2 separate regions of the Mus musculus genome follow, and region 2 is linked to region 1. The links are chromatin contacts, called in public HiChIP or PLAC-seq maps. All regions are on one chromosome and are shown on one strand. The core of a region is the stretch at or near the end of the contact, and the rest is flanking DNA. Distances in the headings are between cores, read along the strand shown. Region 1 holds the start of Kcnn3 (potassium intermediate/small conductance calcium-activated channel, subfamily N, member 3). Region 2 holds the start of Rab13 (RAB13, member RAS oncogene family).

Evidence for each region. HiChIP or PLAC-seq counts read pairs in DNA pulled down with a chosen protein or histone mark.
Region 2: an HNF4G HiChIP or PLAC-seq map of pancreatic cancer cells shows a contact between it and region 1. The contact joins the promoter of Rab13 here to the promoter of Kcnn3 in region 1. A contact is called at or near these places in 1 of 39 promoter capture datasets (frontonasal cranial neural crest) and 1 of 115 datasets of contacts at active chromatin or transcription factors (pancreatic cancer cells).

Annotation. Positions count from the first base shown.
Region 1 is chr3:89,517,264-89,524,098 of GRCm38.p6, reverse strand. It overlaps Kcnn3 (potassium intermediate/small conductance calcium-activated channel, subfamily N, member 3), which reads right to left and starts at 3,935. Exons shown (of 8, transcript NM_080466.2): 1 at 2,695-3,935. The coding sequence starts at 3,630.
Region 2 is chr3:90,215,760-90,223,140 of GRCm38.p6, reverse strand. It overlaps Rab13 (RAB13, member RAS oncogene family), which reads right to left and starts at 2,357. Exons shown (of 8, transcript NM_026677.4): 1 at 2,119-2,357; 2 at 844-904. The coding sequence starts at 2,242.

The sequences.
Region 1 (6,835 bases), core at 2,686-5,185:
AGAACCTGTCCCTCACCAGGGCCTTTAAATAGAAATGGCCATGGTAGGTACCCAAAATGACTGGTCACCTGGTCTATCCTCGGGCTTCCAGAATCATCAGCAAAGACAGGCAGGCACACAAGAATCCTAGCAAAGGAAAGTCCCTCATCCACCCTGAGTGTCTCTGGGCTCTTCTGTCACAGAGCCCATCCCCCTGTATCCCAAAGCTGGGGAGCTGACACCTCTCTCCCCAACAGCTGCCTCATGTGTAAAGACAGTCTCCAACCAGACCCAGATTCCTTGTAGAACTTTCTCCTCTGTCCTTGCGTCTTACTTTCCATCTAATCACAGAGAAAGAAGGTGTCTCTCTCCTCAGTCATCACAGACAGCCACAGCCGACCCCTCTTACATGAGCAGGTGCTCTGGTGGGCCTTGACCTCATCTGACTCAGTCTCCCCACCAGAAAGCTGGAAGCAGCCTTGCAGGGTATCCTGACTTCCAAGAATCACACAGCCAGCAGTGACAGAGCTGTAACTCCTGATTTGGTCCTATTCTTTGATATGACCCTCTTTGCCTCCGAGGTAGATAGGGACATTTGCCTCACTAAATAAACATTTTGTTGTTTCAATCCCATCCCCGAGGTACACAGGAAGTGGTCACCTCACTGACTGAGGCACGCAGGAGCTTCCTGGTCACTGTCCCTCAGTACCATCGCCACCAGAGAATCAACGACTTAGGAGTGGAGGAAGCACACACCTTGGGTGATATCACCCAGTCAACACTTACAGCCTCCCGGCCCGGGAAAACCTCTCTCCATCAGAGAAGATAGTCGTCCCTGCCCGGTGACACCCTACCCCCAAAACACATTCAGACAAATGATCATGGATCCCACACTCAGAGCCGGACACAGCCACTGACTCCTAGAAAAGCCATTTCCTTAACAGCCGCCATGGGGGCCACTGAAAAGAACATGCTAGCACCATGCCACACCTCCGGGATGTGGGCTTCCACGGATTCCCCCTAACAAGTGTTCCTAATTCCCAGGGGGGGGTTGCCAGCCCATCTCCTAAGCAGAGCACACAGCAAGAGAGGCAGCTCTAAGAAGGCAGGGAACAGAGGGACCTGCAGCCTCCCAGGCTCTCATTACAGGGAATGACTAAGTGAGCTGGGCTTCCAGGGGAAACCCCACTCTGCTCATGGAGAGGTCTGTTCATCCAGGAGCTATTTAGACTGAGGCAGCTTCCAAGTGCTCTGGCTTGGGCAGTCCCTGCAAAGCAGCAGGTCCCTGGAGGACTCTCTGCTGGGAAGTCTGGGCTCTGTCCATGCAGGTTGCCTGACAAGGAGCACTGCCCACATCAGGTTAAAGGGAGACTCTGGGAATGGGGGAAATCTGATCAGCACCTCCCAGGTTTTTGTGACTAGATCTCTACAAGGAATGTGACAGTCTCCAGCAGCTGTGCGCTGCCTGAAACAGGCTCTATTTGAAACCTCCAACAGCTGAGCCCCTCCCAGCTACCCGCCAGCCAGCCCAGCCACCCCTTGTCCAAAATGACAAACAAATACACAAATACACAGAACAAGCAGGCACTCACACGAGTACACATATACACATGCAAACACCAGCAAACTGGGACCAAGTGGTACAGTAGGGGAAACCGTTTGCCCAACAATTCCCTGCACCTCCAAGCCTTCTGGCATGCAGCTTCCTGGCAAATGCAGCATTGACAAAAACCCACCTTCCTCGACCTCCTTCCCCTCTGGGAAGGAAGCTCTCTCCTCCAACTGAAAGGATAGAGCAATGGAGCGTCCCCCACCCCACCCCACCCCCAAGACAGTGCCTTGTGCCTGCCGTTCTCCATCCAGCGTGCACACACACGTACACTCATCTTTATTTATCCCAAGGAGAAGGAGTTAGGGTGGGAGGGAAGAACCAGGGCTAAGCTGGGGTGCCGACTCCGCGGTGACCCGCTGGGGAAGCCCTGTCATCCCATCCTAAGGAGAGGCGCTCCCCGTTCCCCGAGTGATGGCAAGGCGGTGCCCATGCTCTGCCTGGGTAACACCTGTAGCCATTTTTATCAGGGCATGTTTACAAGGCAGCGGCAGGTTTATTCTGAGTCCTCTTTCCTGAGGGAAGAGACTGCTGATTTCCTCCACCTATATTTTTAACCCGGTGCCCTTGGGAGAGACTCGGGAACATCTCCATTTTACCCTGGAGTCTCTCTGGGAAGAGAAGGGAAATAGAAACTTGGGAAGGGGGGGGGGAGCTGGGGAACGGTACAGGATCCCCACCCCCACCCAGACATTTATTTCTTTTTTATGGGGGGGGGGGAATGGAGTGGAGCAGGGAGGGGAGGCGAGGAGGGAAGTAGCAGGAACTGGCAAACACATCAAGGCAGAGTGTAATTAATTGGTGCGTTAAGCTGCTGGGTTATGCTTTAGTACGCGTGAGCCCGGAGGAAAAGAGCGATTTCTCAGAAGGGATTCTTTAATCCTCCCAAACACAGAGTCTGCACATTAGACACAGTGTGTGGGGATGTCCCCACAAAGGGAAGCAAGAAAGGAATTCTCACAGGACCATGGAAGAAAAACATGGGAAGTTAGGAAATCTCTCAAAATCAATCTCTCTCTCTCTCTCTCTCTCTCTCTCTCTCTCTCTCTCTCTCTCGTCTACATACTCCTTTTGTTGAATGTATAAAGAGAAACCACAGTCCCTACCTTTGAGTACAAACCCCAAGACAGTTCGGTCTCTATCACCATAACAACAATTCCAAACATCCCAAAAATCAGAGCATAGTCACTCAGTCGCTTTCTCTTTTCAAACAGGGCCCTCCTGTGTCCCAGCTTATAGCCAATGTTTTGGTTTTTCCGCTTGTTGGCTTTGGGGAAGGTGGTGCTGCCGGCCGTGGTGCCGGCATGCTGGTGGTTGTGGGTAGCGTTGGGGTGATGGAGCAGAGTCTGGTGGGCATGGTTATCCTCCCTGGAGGAGATGATAATCTCTGGGGGGTTGCTGGGACTGAAGAGCTGGAGGGGTTGGCCCTCAGGCTCAGCCTCGATAAGGTTTCTCCGAGAGGCGCTGAGGCGGCTGAGGGGCTTCATGACCCCACCGCTGTATTTGCAGGAGCTCATAGCTATCTCCGTGAAGGGATTGCTGTCCCGCCGGTGCACCAGGGGGCTGGCCTGCCGGTGCCGGCTGCCTCCACCGGGCCCACTTGTGGCTGTGGAACTTGGAGAGTGGCCAAGCAAGTGGTCATTGAGATTTAGCTGGCTGCCTTGCCTGGAGGAAGGGTGGAGGATGGCGGTAGAGTTGGCTGAAGTGGGGGCCCTGAACGCCGTGGGAGAAGAGTGCAACAGACCAGGATGGACAAGCTGGCTCTGGAGTTGGGCAAGCTGAGGCAGGGGGTGCAGTGGAGCCTGCTGCTGCTGCTGCTGCGACTGCTGCTGCTGCTGCTGCTGCGACTGTTGCTGCTGAGGCTGCGGAGGCTGAGGCTGCAGCAAGGGTCCCGGAGGCTGCTGGGGGACTGCTGGTGGCGCTGGCGGTGGTGGCGGTTGCTGCTGCTGCTGTTGCTCGTCCCCAGAAGATGGACAGGGACACTTGGGGTCTTCATCCAGGTCCCCCACCCCCGAGTCATGGAAGTGCCCAGAAGTGTCCATCTTGGGGCCTGGCTGAGTTCCCTGCAGCACGACCCTCCACCCCAAAGCCACCCTCGTTCCAAAGATGACCTCAAAGAAAGCCAGGCATCCAAGATTCCCCACCAGAAGTGTCTTGGCTCCAGTCCTCTCTCTTTGGTTTGCTTCAGTTCTCTGGGGCTGCCACTCGAGTATGCATTGTATTGGGCGGGTAGAAAAGCCAGGAGAGGAGCCGGGGGAAGGAGGAAGGGGCGAAAAGAACTCTATTCTGAAGGCGGTCCTCTAGGAGTGTATGAAGCAGACTCAGCTTCACTCCTCGCTGGCTCAATAGCTTCGCTCTCCTCCTCCTGACACTGTTATATGGCAAGCCAAGCCCACTTATTAGCCAGCGGTTTCATTGGCTTGGCTTAACTCTCCAACCCCTCCAAACTCCGCCTCCCTCTCAGGCTCCGCCTCCAAGAAGGGGCCTGCCATCCTTCGCTCCTCGCCGGGTGGCAGCGCAACGAGGGCTGGGAACTGTAGTTTTTGCTCCAAGACCACTACCACTCCAACCCCTCCACACTCCACCCGCAAGCTGAGCACCTGCCTTCTTTCCTCTGAAAGGTACGGTCAGGATACTGATGCCCACAGCAATCCCGGCTGAATGTTGGCGCTGGGGCGATGAAAGGAAGGGATCGAGAGCACCCTAAAGGGGAAGCTGTCACCATGCTGGGGAAACCGGGACCGGAGGACAAACGTTGATTAATAGCCAGTATCTGTACAGGTTGTTTTACACATTGGATTCCAGGTACATCTTCCAAAAGCCCAAGGGGATAGGGACTGTGCTCATATTTTACAAAGAAAATTAACACCGGGAGGCATTGAGCATAAACTGACAGAAGCAGAAGGGACCCACTCCTGACAGGGAGAAGCTCACCTACCTACCACTGTCAGAGCACCTGCGCTGTGTACAGGAGCCTCTGTTATTTCCAATCCTCACATCAACCCTATGAAGTGACGTCATCATCCTAAAAAAAGAAATAAAAGAAGGAAAAAGGAAAGAAAAGAAGCCCACTCACACGCAGATAAGAAATATGGCTCTTGTCACCCAGCTTGTAATTAAAGGCACTAGGATTTGAGCAGAGATCAGCCTGAGTCCACCACTCTTCTTCCGCTGCCTAGATGCTCCCCCCCCCCCATGATGATCAACACACAGTGGCTGTTCAATAAATAGTATCCACATGATGGATGGGAAAGGGCCAAAGAGAATCTGTCAAGGAAGAGCCAACTTCCCCAAAGCAGGATGTTTTAGTAACCTGGATCCAGCCTCTTCCAGAACAGCTGGGTCTGGAGTCACCTCAGGGTCGATGAGGACGACTGGAAATCCCAGTGGCTCCATGTCTGATCTGCCCCATGGGTCTCTGAGAGTCAGAGCTGGAAACAGCTGCTGGCTTCCCTGGTTCAGACTCCTCCTCATAAAGTATTTATTAGACTCCCACTGTGTGCAGAAGACTCTCCAAGGGGACAAGACCAGAGATGAATTTATTTCCATTTTTAATTGGGACAGCCTTAGCAATTGGGGGGGGGAGTGCTATGAATTCCTCTAGGCACACCTGGGCTCTAAGAGGGAGCATCTTCCTATCCACTTCCCAGCTCCCCACCATCCTCAGGCCTCTGTCTAGTGTCTCCCCTAGATAAGTGTGGAAGTACACATATCCAGATGCATGTGTGTGGTCACACCCGTGTACAGGTATGAGCACACACTTGCTCACACACACCCATCATGCTTCCAGAGCTTTCCCCCTGAATAGCAAGCATCAAATCGCCATGCCAGGGAGCATGGTAGAGTTCCCACCAATGAGCTGAGTGCCCTCTGCATACCAGTCCTCGCCTCTGCAAGCTGCTATGAAGACTGAGAGTAAACTGCTTGCACCATAAACCACACCCTCAGCTACCTGATAATGACAATCAATCTTGCACAAGATTGCTATCAATGATGATGGAGCAATGTGTACATACACACACACACACATGCACTCATGTGCACACGCCCTGGTACAAGCCTAGTGTCTCAGGCACATTTCCATCATCAGACAGGCCCCCAAGTCCCTACCTTACTTTCCAACATGGTCAGCCTGCCCAGTCCCTCTTCTCACCTGCCTCCTTCATTTCCCTCCCTCTTCAATCCGCAGAGTCAACAGTCTGACTCAAGGCTCCAGATCACATGATTAGGTTTTATGATCGAAAATAAATTAATACTAATACATTGTTAGAAGCAAAAATGTGCTGCTAGTACTGGACTTTCATGACAGATATAGATTCTGTGCTGCGGAAAATTAATTTCTAGGCCTGGAAGTTTCTTTGCCCACTCTACCACAATAGGTTGTCTTCTGCCTCCACTAACCTTCCTGGGTCACAGCAGGATCCAAATAGGGCAGGTATGCCACTATCCTGGATAGAGCTGCTCTACAGCCAGAGCCCAGAGGTTCACCTGGGAGTGGTCTAAACTTGAAACTGATGCTCCCACCCTGGGTGCAGCAACTTTGTCCTGAGAAAAGGTAGATGGGGTGTACTTAAAGCTGGAGCACACGCATACAGTGGTTCACAAACAATCATAACTCTAATTCCAGGAGATTGGATGCCCTCTTCTGATCTCTGTGAGCAGTAAACACACACCGGTGCACATACATACCCGAGGGCCAGTCCTGACTGCCATGGATGGTCATTCAGCATAAATAAGATGCACTTCGATCCACAGCTTCCTACTCTGTAAAATAAAAGAAATGAGGGTCCCCAGCTCCTGTGAGCCGATATATGGATCCTATCCCACTCCAACCCTCAGACCTCCTACATCACCGTACATAGCAACCTTGCCCCTCCAGTGTGCTGGGTGGGGCTGCACAGTACTGGTTGGTTGGTTTGAGACAGGGTCTCTTTATGTAGACCTGGCTGTCATGGGTCTTGATATGTAAACCAAACTAGCTTCAAACTCACAAAGATAAACCCGACTCTGCTTTCCAAGTTCTGGGATCAAAGGTGTATGCCACCACACCCAGCAATATTAGTTTTTAAAAGCCCACTGTGACAGGTTGCCTGAACTCCAGTTCACCAGTGGCACAATGGCAACTTGAAGTCTTTTGTGGTGGGAATGTTTACCCACAGAATGTACAAATGTGTCCTTCAGGGCTTGTTCCCCTCCCCCACCCCAAGTGGCTACTAAGTTTTTACCAGCTTGTAAGCATCTTTCCAA
Region 2 (7,381 bases), core at 1,108-3,607, 700 kb before region 1:
GACCCTATCTGCTGCTGCTTATCTGTCACACAAGAATGCTTCAGAAAAACCTCATAGTGCCTCAGTGCCCGTGGTGTCTCCAGCCTCCTTGAGACAGTCAGGCTACACCTCTGTATGTGACCTGTGCTGGAGAGAACTTTTACATTTATTATTGTGTGTGTTTCAAATAGGGTCTCTCTACATAGCCCTGGCTGTTCTAGAACACACCCTGTAGACCAGGCTGACCTCAAACTCCCAGAGATCACTTGCCTCTGTTTCTAGAGTGCTGGGTCTCAAAGCATGTCAGCGTTTACACCCAGGTTGCTCTCTAAAATTTATTGAGAGCAATAGACTGGAAGTCAAATTTGTAATTCTGCAACTTGTCTTTTAATCACTTAGAACCTGTTTCTACATCGTAGCTCGAAAGACATTTGTTTTCAAGTCCAGAGAATGCTCTGGGTGAGGAAAAGACACAAACAAACTGAAAGTGGGCCACCAGGAAGAGAGATGCAAGGCCAGCTGATAGCTGACTAAGCAAAATGGATAAATTAGGAGATGTACTGGACTGGGGGGGGGGGGGTGTAAAGGAAAGAAAGCAAAACAGAAAGACTAACATGGTGCCACATGCCTGTAACACCAGGACACAGGACACCGAAAGAAAGGGCTTTCTTTCTCAGCTGAGTTCCAGGCCCTCCTGGGCTGCATGAGACTTTGTCTAAAAAACAAAACAAAACAAAACACCCCCAAACCACAAACTAAACTGAAGAGAGAAAAGGTAAGGAAGAAGAAATGAAGGGGGAGGGGTGTGTGGGGGAGGGTTGGGGTCAAAGGGCAATCTGGCTGGGGACTGGGCAGCTCACTCACCACACTTGCAGTTTGATCCTCTTCCCCTCTATGTCCACGGTTCGGATCTTGAAATCAATTCCTGGGGTGAAGGGTGTGAAGACAGGTAAGCATGTGTGGAAAGTATGGTGGGGGAGAGTGGGGGCTGCACCAGTAACTGCTGGTACTCAGGTACTCGAGGTAGTGACCTTGCTGGATGTGTAGCCAGGAGGGAGAGCTTTTCCACAGCTTTATTCCTATGGTAAGCATACTGTGTCTCCTCAGATTTCATGACGTTTTGGAGAAAAGCTATGAAACTCTTCAGCTGGGTTAAAAGCATGCCATCTGACAACTTTCCCTTCCATCTCTACCTCACCTTCCCATCCCTCTTCCCCCTCCTCCCCCAAAATACACTACTGGTCCTCCACCGCCCTGCTAGCCCTTAAGGGTAGAGAGGAATGAGAGGGCAGCTGATTGAGCCTATGTGAATTAACTAGTGAGCTAAGCTTGGAAGTGGGGGGGGGGGGGGGGGAAGAAGCTCTCTAAGAATCCTCTGGAGAATTAGGAGAGGGAGGGAGGAAGAGAGGGAGGGAGGAAGAGAGGGAGGGAGGGAGAGAGAGAGAAAGTTTCCTTTTTGTCACTAGAGGAGATAAGATTCTCAGTCAAGAGATGAAGAAAGATAAAGAGGGGAGGGGAGGGGGAAAGGAGATTCTTCTTACTGGAAGTCTCCCAGCCACTTAGGAGGCTCCAGAGAGAAGGATGGTGCAGAAGCTTACTCAGAGACCCCAAAGTCCCCTGGCATCCACCATCCTCACTCCCACAGCACACCCAGCCACACTCTGCAGTACCTTGCTGAGGGTAGGGAGGCTAAAAAGATGATTTGAAGGTGGGGCAGATCCTGCGGGAAGTTTGAAGCCAGTAGGTCAGTAAGAGGCCAACACAATTGGGAAGCAGGGAAAAGAGAAATTGTGAAGAGTGGATCTAGAGCGTCTAGGTGCAGTGATGGGGTAAAGAAGGAAGCAGATGGAAATGACGATAACCTGTGTGGATTTGGAGAGACTAGGGAGACAGTACCAAGAGACGGAGTGGGTGGCAGCAACTGGGACTATCTGGAAACCTCAAAAAGGTTTGAGGTTTTGAGTGTTATTCAGGGACATTATGGAGGATGGGTCTGGGGCAGGGGTCGACAGACTGGAAATTAGTGTTTTTCTCTAAGGGGATCAAAAAAGTAGGTTCCTTAGTCTTTCAGGAGCCGGTGTATGAGGGTGGGCGGGGGTGGGGTGGGTCTGGGGTCTGGGATACAGCCTGTGGGCTCACCGATGGTAGAGATGTAAGTGCTGTTGAAGTTGTCCTCTGCAAAGCGAATGATCAGACAAGTCTTGCCCACCCCCGAGTCCCCGATGAGCAGCAACTTGAAGAGGTGGTCGTAGGCTTTGGCCATGGCGGACACTGGGGGCGCCGGGGGAGGGGTCGGGAAGAGCCAACACTGGTAGGCGGGATCCGAGGGTTGGCAGGCAGAAACCGCCGGAGTCCCAGCCAGGAAGTTTTCCTCCCTCTCCGCCCAGGCCCCGGGAAAAGAAGAGAGGCGGCCCTGCTCTCGGCTCCACCCCTCTTCGCCAGTGGAGAGGCCTGTCCAGCTCCAGCAGTCCGGGCGCTGCCTCCCCAGCCTCGGAGGGCCAGTTTCCCTAGCCCTTCCCATTGCCTTTGGCTAGCTGTCTTTCCTCTCTTTTGACCGAATTGGAAAGAATTTCAAAGAGATTAGGGGAAGAGGGAAAGAATTTTACCAATGGTGAAGATAGGGGTGGTAACTGGAAATTGGTAAAAAGCTGAGGCGCTATTCAAAGGCTTTTGAGTTTATGATAAATGTCCTAGGATTTTCTGTCAACAATGCATTACTTAAGACTACGAATCCCAATTCCCTTTGAAAAGAAGCGGGTTAGGAGGTTAGTATGGTGGATCAATCTGCCCCCTGGTGGAGCACAGTGAAGAACTAAAACGATAAAAATCAGCCTCATCAATTACACTCAAAACACACAGAGCCGAGTCACAATCTGGAGCGAGCCTTGAATTCAGTAGCACAACCTGCACCCCAAGGCCTGGTAATCCTATTGCCTCTACCCCTCAAGTATGAAGATTAGTACTGTGGAGCCACCATGCCCAGCTTTTCATCTTTATTTACTTACTTTCTTTATAGCGAGTGTTTTGCCTACATGTGTTTATTCACTATATGACTAGCATGCCTGCAGAGGCTACAAGACAGCAACGATCCCCTGAAACTGGAGTGTCTAGAGGTGCTGTCATGTGCCTGCTGGGAACTGAACCCAGATCCACTACAAGAGCAGCCAGCTCTTATCATCTTTCCAGTCCCGTTAGAAAAAGAAAGAGCCGGGCGTGGTGGCGCATGCCTTTAATCCCAGCACTTGGGAGGCAGAGGCAGAGGCAGGCCGATTTCTGAGTTTGAGGCCAGCCTGGTTTACAAAGTGAGTTCCAGGACAGCCAGGGCTATACAGAGAAACCCTGTCTCGAAAAAAACAAAAAAAAAAAAAAAAAAAAAAAAAAAGGAAAAAGGAAAAGGCTTTTCTAACAGATGAGTCCTGGCTGTGGGAAAGTGTCTTTATTTGTTTGTTTGTTTGTTTTTAAAGATTTATTTATTTATTATATGTAAGTACACTGTAGCTGTCTTCAGACACTCCAGAAGAGGGAGTCAGATCTCCTTATGGATGGTTGTGAACCACCATGTGGTTGCTGGGATTTGAACTCAGGACCTTTGGAAGAACAGTTGGGTGCTCTTACCCGCTGAGGCATCTCACCAGCCCTTTATTTGTTACATTATGTTTGCCATAATCTATGTTTCCATTTGTCCTCTCACAAATACAATGTATCAGTTACTCCCCCCCCCCCCAACACACACACACAAAATACTTGACAAAACAACTTATGAGAGAGGCTTACAGAAGGCAGTTCTGTCATGACAGGAGGAGCATGGGGCATCTGGTCGCTTTCCATCCAAACTCAAGGAGAGAGACGAATGCTGGTGCTCACCTCACTCTCCTTTTTTATTCGGGAGAGTGAATGGTGGTCCTCATTGTCAGGTAGGCTTTTCCCACCTCAAATAATCCAATCTAGAACTTTCCTCCAGACATGGCCAGCCATTGGATACCTAGGTGATGCTAGATCCTGTCAAGTTGACAATCCATATTAACTACCACACACAAATAACTATTCAGTTTATTTTATTAATTAATTAATTCATTACATTTATTTGTATGTGTACACACACATAATGTTGTGTTTTATAAAAAGAAAGAGACCAGAGATATGTTTTGTGGAGACGCAGTAAGGTGTGGGTGGAGGGGAGTACCTCTGCCAGCCCATGCTGAGGCATCCCTTCCCCCTGAGGTACCAGCCACACCATGCGATGGTATAGTATAGAACAGAGTTTATTCAGGGTATTGGGAGGGAGCTTAAGGGGAGAGAGAGAGAGAGAGAGAGAGAGAGAGAGAGAGAGAGAGAGAGAGAGAGAGAGAGAGAGAGAAAGTAGAAGAGTAGAGGCAAGCCATGAGCACATGGAGAGGGGGGAGTGGAATGGGGAGAGAGGAAGAAGAGGGTAAGGGAACAAGAGCAAGAAGAGAGAGCAAGAGAGTGAGGAGGGGGCAAGCAGCCCCTTTTATATTGAGTCAGGCACACCTGGCTATTGCCAGGTAACTGTGGGGTGGAGCGTAGAGGAACTGCCAACAACCCATGCCATGGTGAAAGTGTGGCAGTCAGAGGACATGCTGAAGGATGCTTAACTAAACTTCTCCAGAGCCATCTCACCATTAATTTGAGGCAAGGTCTGTCTGTATTGCCCAGATCAGTCTCAAATTTGAGGCTCATGTAATCATGTGGACTCAGCCCTTCAGTAGCTAGAACTACCAGCATCCACGGGTACCACTGTGCCTGCTTCAATACACCAATCTGACTATTCTATTTTTTCAATGGTGTTGGGAATTGGTCAAACCCAGAGCTTTGTGCACACTAGGCAAAGTACTATTCTATTGAGCTTCAATTCCCTTCTATTTATTCCCTCAGGGCTCATTGCATTTCAAGCTATAGCACAGACTTGAATCTTTTCTGGTTTTCCTCAGTGACTAATCCTGACCTCTAACTCACACTGATGTCCAGGTAGGGTGGATTTGCAGTCCCAGCACACGGGAGACAGAAGCAAAATGAAAGTCAGACAGAAGCATGACTAAGGTCAGCCTACTCTTGGTTGGGAGTTGCAAGCCAACCAGGAGACCTTGTGATTGCTAATCTTGGTTGCCAACTTGACATACCTGGGAGGAGGAAACTTGAGGAATTATCACCATTGGATTGGCCTGTAGACTTATCTATGGGGGAATTTTCTTTATTATTATTTTTAAAACATTTAGACAGGATCTCTCTCTCTCTCTCTCTCTCTCTCTCTCTCTCTCTGTGTGTGTGTGTGTGTGTGTGTGTGTATGTGTGTGTATTTTGCCCGTGCATGCTTGTACGTGTAGCATATACATGCCAGGTGTCCTTGGGAGGCCAGAAGGTGGTGTTGGATCTTCTGAAACTGGAGTTACAGATTACAGACAGTTGTGAACCTTCATGGTTGCTAGCCACTATGTAGGTGCTAAGAATCAAACCCCTACCCTAGTAGGGAAGAGCAGCCAGTGATGCTAACCTCAGAGACATCTCTCTCCAGCCCCAGGCATTTCTCTATTGCTAATTGAGGTCAGAGAGCCTAGCCCTATATATGGGAGCTACCATACCTGGACAGGTGGGGCTGCTGTATAAGGAGCTGAATGTGAGCCTGGGAGTAAGGCAGTGGTATTCCTTGGCTTCTGTTTCAATTTCTGCCTTTAGTTCCCTCAATAATGGACTGTAACCTATAAGCCAGATAATTCCATTTCCTCACCAAGTTGCTTTTGGCTAGGATGTTTATCACAGCAACAGAAGAAACTAGAATGGATCCTGTCAAAATCTATGTTGGGGTGAGGTGGAGAGTGTTATATAGCACACACCTTTAAACCCAGTGTATAAACTGACACGACAGCTCCATGGAATGGTTAAGGGGAAAGTCTTTACTGTAGATATGAGAGAAAGCAGCCAGAAGCATTGGGAAGAGTCCAAAGCAAAAAGAGAAAGAAGTAGAGCAAACATGGCCAAGGCTATCTGTGAGAGAGGGGAGACTAGCAGGAGACAGAGAGAAGTGAGCATAGCCTGGCCTAAGAAGGATGAGTAGTTGGGGAAGGGAAGCCCAGAGCTGGAGGGAGTTTAGGGTGGAGGAGGAGGTGGGAAAGGCTAGGGTGCGTGTGGACTTGTGCAATGCATACTTGTGATGGTGAGAGCCTGGAGGCCAGCTTGAACTGATATCCTGAGAGGTCCAATAGGCAGCCCATGTCCCTTTTGCCAGAGGTAAGGGAAATGACTCTTTTTGGTAGGGAACCAGTTTTACAACTTCCTGAGGAATGCTGGCTTTTAACTAGCCACCAGAAATCCCTCAACATACATTCCGGGTTGAGCCTATTTCTGGGTATCTGGCCTGCCTTCTGGAATCTGGGGAACTGGGAGTTTTCCTTATGACCTGATACTCAGCACTCCAGAGGCAGAAGGATCTCTAGGAGTTCCAGGATAGCTTGGCCTACATAACAAGTTCCAGGCCAGCCAGGTATACATAGTGGGAGCTTGTCTCAAATAAGTAATAAGAATAAGCAACCAAAAGCCGGGCGTGGTGGCGCACGCCTTTAATCCCAGCACTTGGGAGGCAGAGGCAGGTGGATTTCTGAGTTCGAGGCCAGCCTGGTCTACAGAGTGAGTTCCAGGACAGCCAGAGCTACACAGAGAAACCCTGTCTCGAAGAAAAAAAAAAAAAAAAAAAAAAGAATAAGCAACCAGCCCTTTGACTGATATTAGTAGTTGATGGGTCTCTGGAGAGTAGATGTTATTGTCTTTAGTGGTCAGCCACCAGTGAGTTACCTGAGTCTAATGGACAGCTTTACCACCATGCCCCTGGTGGCAGCTGTGGTTAAACTCAGGGCATCAAAAAAACAAAACCAAAAGACAGGATGGGAAAGGAAGGAGTTCTGAGGAGCATTGTGGAGAGACAGTGGTGTGGTGTGACCAGAGTGTATTATATACATATATGAAAATGACTTTTAAAAAGAAAAGCTGGGGGCTAGAGAAATGGCTCAATGGTGAAGAGCACTGGCTGCTCTTCCAGAGGTCCTGAGTTCAATTCCCAGCAATCACATGGTAGCTCACAGCCATCTGTAATGAGATGATGCCCTCTTCTGGCGTGTAGTTGTACATACAGATGGAGCATTCATATACATAAAATAAATAAATCTTTAAAAAAAAAAGAGGAAAAAAAAAAAAGCTGGGCACAGTGGTGTGCACCTTGGATTCCAGCTCTCAGGAGACCAAGGCAGGTGGATTTCTGTGAGTTTGAGGCTAGCCTAGTCTACACAGTGAGGTCCAGGATAGCCAAGGCTCTGTAGAGAGAGACCCTAACTTCAAGCAAAAAAGCAAAATTAACCAACCAAAAACAAAAGGTGGGGGTGCATGCAGGGAGAAG